2 separate regions of the Mus musculus genome follow, and region 1 is linked to region 2. The links are chromatin contacts, called in public Hi-C maps. All regions are on one chromosome and are shown on one strand. The core of a region is the stretch at or near the end of the contact, and the rest is flanking DNA. Distances in the headings are between cores, read along the strand shown. Region 1 holds the start of Lrfn2 (leucine rich repeat and fibronectin type III domain containing 2). Region 2 has its middle 110 kb from the start of Lrfn2.

What was found. A called contact is a pair of places that touch in the nucleus more often than the background predicts.
Region 1: a contact with region 2 is called in a Hi-C map of cerebral cortex, with 6 times the contacts expected there. The contact joins the promoter of Lrfn2 here to the enhancer-like site in region 2. A contact is called at or near these places in 2 of 39 promoter capture datasets (hippocampal neurons and trophoblast stem cells), 1 of 15 datasets of contacts at CTCF or cohesin (embryonic stem cells), 5 of 484 Hi-C or Micro-C datasets (cerebral cortex, cortical neurons, embryonic stem cells and 1 more) and 1 of 115 datasets of contacts at active chromatin or transcription factors (neural progenitor cells).

What each region holds. Positions count from the first base shown.
Region 1 is chr17:48,930,316-48,934,360 of GRCm38.p6, forward strand. Lrfn2 (leucine rich repeat and fibronectin type III domain containing 2) reads left to right here and starts at 2,267. Exons shown (of 3, transcript NM_027452.3): 1 at 2,267-2,503.
Region 2 is chr17:48,823,695-48,827,520 of GRCm38.p6, forward strand. No RefSeq gene overlaps it. Among named protein-coding and RNA genes, the nearest start is that of Lrfn2, 110 kb to the right of the region's middle. Within about 2 kb of position 2,002, at least 22 of the 459 cell types and tissues checked have an H3K27ac peak or open chromatin away from gene starts, as enhancers often do. A contact at or near this core is called in cerebral cortex, cortical neurons and trophoblast stem cells, where this site is marked.

The sequences.
Region 1 (4,045 bases), core at 1,017-3,516, 110 kb after region 2:
GCTGAGGCAATCCCTATAGAATTATCCTTTAAATTACTCAGGACCTGGGTTCTGTCTCTTTTAGAGTAGCTGTGTTGGCTTTCTTCCAGGAACGAGGTCTTAGCTGTGCCCTGTCCCACACCCAGTGTTTCTTTATTGTTTCCTTCCATTCTGTCTTTGTCTTTCTAACATCTTTCCTTTTCTCAATGCAGCTCTGTCCGGTCCTGTGCCTAACCTTGCTCTTCCAGTGCCATCTTTTCATAGATGAGTCTACTTAGAGTAGTCTAGCCTTCAGCCCCGCCCCATCGGGAGAATTCAGACATTACCTCAGACTGCATGCCCTCTCCACTCTATCCACCTTAAAAATTATTCTATTTAGTTTCATTTTTAAATTATTATGTTCATTATAGTAATATAGTTCTTAATTATGACACTATGCAAAACCCAGGTAACCAAAGAGGAATGCTCTGAGCAGGTGCCTCTTTCCTGCCCCTGTGTCCCCTTCTTTTCTTCATGTTCTCTCAGGTTCAGCAATTCATGTCTTCCTCTCTTTCCCACCTCTACCACTGCTCCTGCTTGCCTCTTTCCTGGAGTCACCTTCCCTCTTTCCAGGGCCAGCCCACCCCTTACACCCTGAGCTGCATCCTAACCATACCTCCTTTCTGTCAGGCTACCCAGAATCTTTGCAGGGAAGAGCTTGTCACCAAGGGTCTTTGTGGCGTACCAATCTGACAGTTTCCTTCCTGCCCTGCAGGAGACCTCCCTCGCTGTTTGCGCCTCAGTAGGTATGCACCCAGCTGGGGTGCCCAGATAGGCAAGAGACAGGTTCTTCTGTACAGCCCTGTCTAGCCGAGCCACTGTTGGACCACAGAGACATAATCCACATGACACATGTGCCTCCCTGTGGGTATCTGGGACAGGTGCACGGAACAAGCGAAAGCAGACATGAATCGAGGCATGCTCTTTGCCCTTGGTTTTAAGAGCTGGAGCAACATCGGCATTCCCCAGTTCATGTCCTCTACAGGGAAATATACGGCGGCACTTCAAACCCTAGGCTTACCTTCCCCAGAAACTGGCCACTGAGAGCCCAGAGGCCACTAAGACTCTGCTGAACTAGTTTGGTGATTCTAAGCCTACGACCAGCCCAGAGTGATTACTCTGCTACCTACCACGTGCCTTAGACATTTCGCTTTAATCTAGAACCTCGGAATCGTACTATGTCACGTGAGGGTGGGTGGAGGAGGATGGTCTGCTGGGCTGTCAAACAAGAGCTTCCATTCGCCTAGACAGTCTTGAAATGTTCAGGAAAAGTCTGTCGTGTGTGTCGTGTGCAACTAGCACGGGTTGCTATAGGAGCCAAAGTGATGGCTCCTAGCTGGGTTCAGGGCTGGGTGGGCACGATCCTCCCATCACCAACCCCACCCGCAGCCCCGAGCCAACGCGGTCCAATTTTCCTCCAGCAGGCGGCGGGCTGGTAGCTGTGTGCAAGGCGTACTCTGCACGAGAGGCGGCAGTACGGACTCGACCTGGCCGCGGGGATAACCGTGCGCAGGAGCTGTCGTGTCACTGCGCGGCGGATCAAGCGGGTCCTCGGGGTTCTCAGGGCTCGCGGCCCCGCTGGGCTGCAGTTCCAACCCATTTACTCCGAACCAACGCTGCTAGAACCGAGGATCCTCCGGGGCTGTGGATCCCGGCTGAAGCAGGATCTGGGGTCCGGAGCTACTGCAGCTCCGCCAGCGGCCACTGGGGGCTGCAGTGCTGGAGAGCCCGGCGGGGACAGAGCGCTTCGCTCTGCCTCGGAGTCCTGGGGCGCCTTGGGTTTCTAAGGCTGTCTGCACCGCTGGCCGCAGCTGCCTGCATAACCCGCACAGCATCCTCACAGATCCGTGCGTGCGACCGCTGCGTGTGTGTGTGTGTGTGTGTGTGTGTGTGTGTGTGTGTGAGAGAGAGAGAGAGAGAGAGAGAGAGAGCGCTTTGCGCGCACGCGTGGGGGGGGCCAGTGGTGTGCATGCGGGGAGTGCGGGGGAGTGTATGTGTGTGTGTGCCTGTGGGTGTGAGTGCCTTGCTCACACACACACACACACACACACACACACACGACAGACTGGTCTGAACTTGAAGACATCCCACATTCCAAGAGGCTGCAGGTTCCTGGGGATGCCAGGGGGGTTCTTCAACAAGGAAAATCCTACCCTCATCTTCCTAGAAGGGATTATCTTTTTTTATCCTTTTTCCCCCTTATTTTTTTAAAATCTGGAAGAGAAGAGCACAAGTTGTACTCCCCCTCCCGCCCCTTCTTCTTGCTAAATGCCATGGATATAACTGAATAAGCTGCTCAGGGCTCTCCCCGCGTGGATGGTCCGAGGCCACCATCTGCCTGCCTTCGCTGGATCGCTGCAGCTGGAGCGCTTAGCGTGAGCCTGTCTCCGGCCAGGAAGGATGCGTGGCCGAGCCAAGGAGCCCGGGCGCCCTGCGGAGCCGGCCTTGGAGCCTCCCCGCCACGGGTAGATGCCGCCTTGCCCAGGTGAGTGGCTGTCGCTGCTGCTGCGTCTTGGCGACGCTGGGTGTCCGCGGGAGATGGGCGCAGGGATGTGCGCACCTGGGGGAACAGGGGAACTTTGCCTCTTTTCCTGCCTCACTTGCGGACTTCCTCCATCCTATAGACTCCTGTGGATGCCTTCTCTATTCCATCCTTCCTTCTATATTGTGTTTTGATAGAGTGGGGGAAGGGGAGAAACTGATGGGGAGGGAGGAGAGCGGGTCCTGGTGAGGCTTCAGACCGGTCTGGGTTAGGCTTGGAAGCTGGAGAAAGAGACCTCAGTCTCCTACAAAGGCAATCCTTGAATGCAGAACTTTGCCGCTAGACCATGCTGTTGCGTGTTAGCACATGCCAGGCCTGGCTAGGACGGTGCTGAGGTCTGGGTGACTATTCTGGGGTCTTCAGGAGCTTGGTTCCTGGACGGGTGGGGTGGAGACAGGGGGGGGGGCAGCGATGGAGTGCCGTGGAGGAGGGGAGGGAGGCATGGTTGCAGGGACCCTATCCTGGCCTCAGGCAGATCTAACCAAGATCAGGAGGACTCTGTGTGCCCACTCGGGTTGCTGAGAATGCCATGATAAAGCAGTATGTAAGCCGGTGTTAGCCATGCCCATGTTGGTAGTCCTCTGTCTCTCACTCAGCCCTGCCCTGCTTCTAAGGCTGGCCTGAGCAAGAATTGAGACCGAGACCAGCAGACAGCTCCCAGGAGGAGGGCAGTGCCTTGCTCCCCACCTTCCCCACAGAGAGCACAAAGGACAGAAGCGTTGGGTTCCAGGGAAAGGAGTCCAGACATCATCGAAAGAGAGAGAGATTGAGAGAGAGAGAGAGAGAGAGAGAGAGAGAGAGAGAGAGAGAGAGAGAGCAGGAATCAGGCAAAGCCTGCAGAGGAACCGAGCACGACTCATGCCAAGTACACTCAGAAACAGCTGCAGACGGACAGACACCTGCAGGGAGAGGGCTGTCAGAGCCTGTCCCTCTGAGCTGGAGCCACATGCATGCCTAGAAATGTTAGCCCTCTGTCCTGGTTAAAGCAGTGCATTTGCATGTGTGTCTGTCTGTCTGTCTGTCTGTGTCTGTCCATGTCTGTCTGTCTGTTTGTCTGTCTGTGGCTTGAAAGATCTGACCCCTGGGGCAGAGTGGAAACCCAGCTAAGGAAGAAAGTAACCAGGTAACCTCCAAGCTAGCTGTGGAGTTCCAGGTTTCAGGACAGAGGTGGGTTGATGCACTTGGGCGGGGGCCTGGTGGAAACTCTTGCTTGAGCATCAGGAAGGCTGGTGGATGCAAGCAAATAAACTAGGCTTTTGTCCCATGTCCTGGGTTCAGACAGAGTTGAAAAATAGCAAGCCATGCAGCCAACAGGGCAGTGGGACGGGTTTAGGGAGCCTGTCAGAGGCAGAAAGTGAGAGAGGGTTGGGCCTGGAAGACCTGTGCTTAAAGTGTCAAGCCTTCCTGACCCAGTGCTGCTCCTCTCCCCACCCCACCCCCATGGACTGTGGTACATCCTGTCCCTCTGCTGTAGGCAGGGGTTAC
Region 2 (3,826 bases), core at 752-3,251:
CTTATCTTCCCATCTTGCACCAATCCAACCAAATTTATAATCTCTAAGGCAACTCTTGTCAGCTGCTAATAGCTATTCGGTGGCAGTTGCACTCAGTCTGCGTCCCGCCTGCTCCCACACTCTGTGGAGTTTCCCTTTCGTCCCACTCTCTCGTCCTTGTCTAGAATGAGTATTCCCGACAAGTGACACCCATCACCTCTCCTCCAACCGCTACCATTTCCTCAGGTTGATAGAAAGTTCTCAGAAAGAAGAGTGCCCCTCCCTGCTTCCACTCATGGCTTTAGAAGGAAGGGGCACCTGGGCAGGCACAGTTGATGCACTTTGAGGACAGCCCCACTGAGGCTTTGGCAGGGCTATGGCACAATCACCTCCATTAATATGTTAATCTCTCATGCGCAGTGCGGGCACCATCGCTTCCGTTTAAATAATTAACCGCTGTGAGGACAGGGTGCTGGCAAAGCGACCAGTCTGCAGAAGCGACCGGTCTGCAGCCGAGTGTGTAACATTTTAATTAAATCCTTTCTGATGAATGTTTACCACTGTTTCTGATACTCCTTGGAAAGGAGAAAGAAAATAGGAGGGGAGGAAAGGAGAGAGGGAACAAGATGGGAGAGATAGAGGAACAGGAAGGTGGGCGAGACAGATGAGATTAAAAACAGACCCCAGAAAGGATAAGGAAAGGACCACGGCTCCCAGCATGCAGAACCAAGGCCTAGGGGCAATCAACAGGCATGTAGGAGCTTCTTCCCTCTGACCATGAACCAGAGAGTGAGGGTCAGGTCCTGCTTGAGGTCCCCTGGCTTCAAGCCTTTCCTGGCCTGCTTTCATCTCCTTTGCATTCCATCACCTCCCCCCACCTCTTAAGTTCCTTTCATCCAGCTCCACTCATGGGTACCAACAGGCCTGTCCCCAGGGCCACAGCCTGTGTGTCCTTCCTCCAGGAGGAGCTAAGATTCTCCCTCTGAATGAGCAACTCCTGACCGGAAGATCTGATTCTCAGTCCTCGAAAGCCACGAGGCCGCAGATGATAAGCATAGGTGGCCGATGGAATGAGCCCTTGATTACTGTTATACAGCAGGCTCCAGTGTCTTGGATGGAGCAGGCTCAGAGCTGTCCTTTCAGAAGAATCATGAGGATTTCAGCCATCTGCTCTTCTCTGCTCGGGGTTGGTGATTGTTAATCCAAATGAGCAATGAGTGTGTGTGTGTGTGTGTGTGTGTGTGTGTGTGTGTGTGTGTGTGTGTGTTCGAGCGTGTGTGCCCACATGCACATCCATGTTCTGTGGTCCACTATCTCAGGTTTCCTCTCTTTGTTGCTGCCCTGCTTTGCCAGCCTTAATTACAGCAATTTAGGAGACACACTTAAGGTTGCAGAGTAAACCTATCAATATTTCACTTAAGAAAAGGATTCCTGTCAGATGATATCAGAGGCCTATAAATAAGAAATATGAGAGTTGTTTTAGGCTGCGTCGTGTATACACATCATGCACACATGCACAAGCACACAAGTATACACACACACACATACACACACACACACACACACACACACACACACACACACACCCTCTGATGAATTGTCAAGTTATTCCCTGTCTGTCACAGACTCTGAACAGCTGAGGGCTTTATTCAGCTTCAGTCGAGCTATTTGCCTAAAACACACTAGAATAATCATGAGAAAAGGAGACTCTGTGTTCCGGGGTTTCCTGCTGATGATACTAAGCTCTCAGGGTGTGGTGTGCTGTCAGAGGAAGGTACTGGGCTGGTGACTCAGATCTGAGTGCCACGTTCCCTAGTGGCAGCAGCTGCAGCATTGCAGTTATCAGGGCTCAGCAGCCCTGTGCGAAGAAAGGGGCCTTGCTGCAGGGCCCCTCTCTTTCCTGAGTCTTCCTCTTAGTCTCAGTGGATGGAAGGCCTCAGGGTTTCTTGTCTCTAAGCTTCCTCAGCCCCAGGCTGAAAATGCCTTAGTCATCACTTTGGGTAGTGGAACCAACTCAGCCTTTGTCATCTGACAACCCTGAGTCATGGCTGTGATCTTAGGGAAGTCATCGCTCCGAGCCTCAGGCTCCTCAGGTCTGCTGAGTAGGATCTGTGCAGAGGTCCCCTGCAGTCACCCAGATAGCAGCAGAACTGGTCTGGTTCCGGTGCCATAACTTTAAAGGGCGTTAGGGGGCGTGCTGGGAGTGGGGCTCAGTTGGTGAATTGCTTGTATGTAAGCAAGAGGACCTGGGTTCAATCCTTCTCATTCATGTCAAAATTCTAAGTGTGGGCCCTCACACCTGTAATCCCAGATCTGCGGAGGCTGAGACAGAAGAATTTCTGGAGCTTAACAGATAATCCAGTGGAACTGGTGAGCCCAGGTCAGTGAGAGAGCCTGTCTCAAAAATAAGTGGAGGAGTAAGTGGAAAAAAATAAGTGAAGAAAGCAACCTCTGACCTTCACATGCATGTGCACACACACACACACACACACACACACACACATACAAACACACACACACACAAAAACCCACCCACATACAAATAAACACACATGTAAACACACATAAACACATACATAGATACATACATAAACACACACATAAGCATACACACACACAATCAACATACACACACATTTAACACACACAGAGAACCACCACACACACAAATGAACACAAATGTAATGTAAATACACATACAAACACACACATGCATACATATACACACACAAACACACACATACACGCCCAAAGGCATATATACATACACATAAATATTATATCTCACACAGTACCACACCACATAACACAAACACACTCATACACGCACACACACATATACACATACATATACATACATATACATACACATGACACGCAACACCATACATACCATACACACAAACATATACACCACACACATACAAACACACACAAACATACATCACATACAAACTCACCACACATACACACACACAGATTAACACACACCCACCACACACAGACATACCCACATCACACACAAACACACCACACAAACACCACACACACACACACACACACACACACACACACACAGCACCAGTCAATTCAGTTTGTCTAGAAAGAGTTGACCAGGATGCCAGTATTAGGAAAGCCCCCGAAATGAATACAAGCAAACAATGACCCCAGAAGTGTTTGTGGGGAGTCCACACAGCTCAGGGTCATGCACAAAGCCATCTCTGAGTCACTTTCCATTGAGAAGAATTAGTGAGCTCCCTTGTCCTAGTTTGCTCTCGATTGCTTTAGCAAACACCATGAGCAAAAGCTGCCTGTGGAGGAAAGGGTTAATGTCAGCCCATAGTTTGTAGTTCATCATGGAGGGAAGTCAGGGCAGGAGCGCAAGGCAGAGACCCAGAGGCAGAAACTGACTGAATCATGGCCAACGGAAGAGTACTGCCTATGGTCTTGCTCTACGAGGCTTGCTCAGCCTGATCTTTCACACCACCTGAGATCACCTGCCCGGGGTGACACTGCCCACCGTGAGCTAGGACCTCCCATGTCACCAAGGTGCCATAAGCCATCTTACAGAGGCATCTTTTCAATTGAGGTGGCCTCTTCTCTGATAACTCTAGCTTGTGTCAAGTTGGCTAAATTAATACATACATAAATAAACAACCAGCACACCCCCCTGAGGAGGAAATGGAAGTTATAGGGGAAAAATTAGAGTAATATAAAGAATGTTTCAGCTATTAAGAGCGGTGTGGCTGGCCATGCAAGGGGCTGCTTCCAACTGCAGAGTCCCTGTCGTTGATGGCTCTCCAGAGCATTAGAGGCAACTGAGCTCTCCCACTGGGAGCCTCTTGAT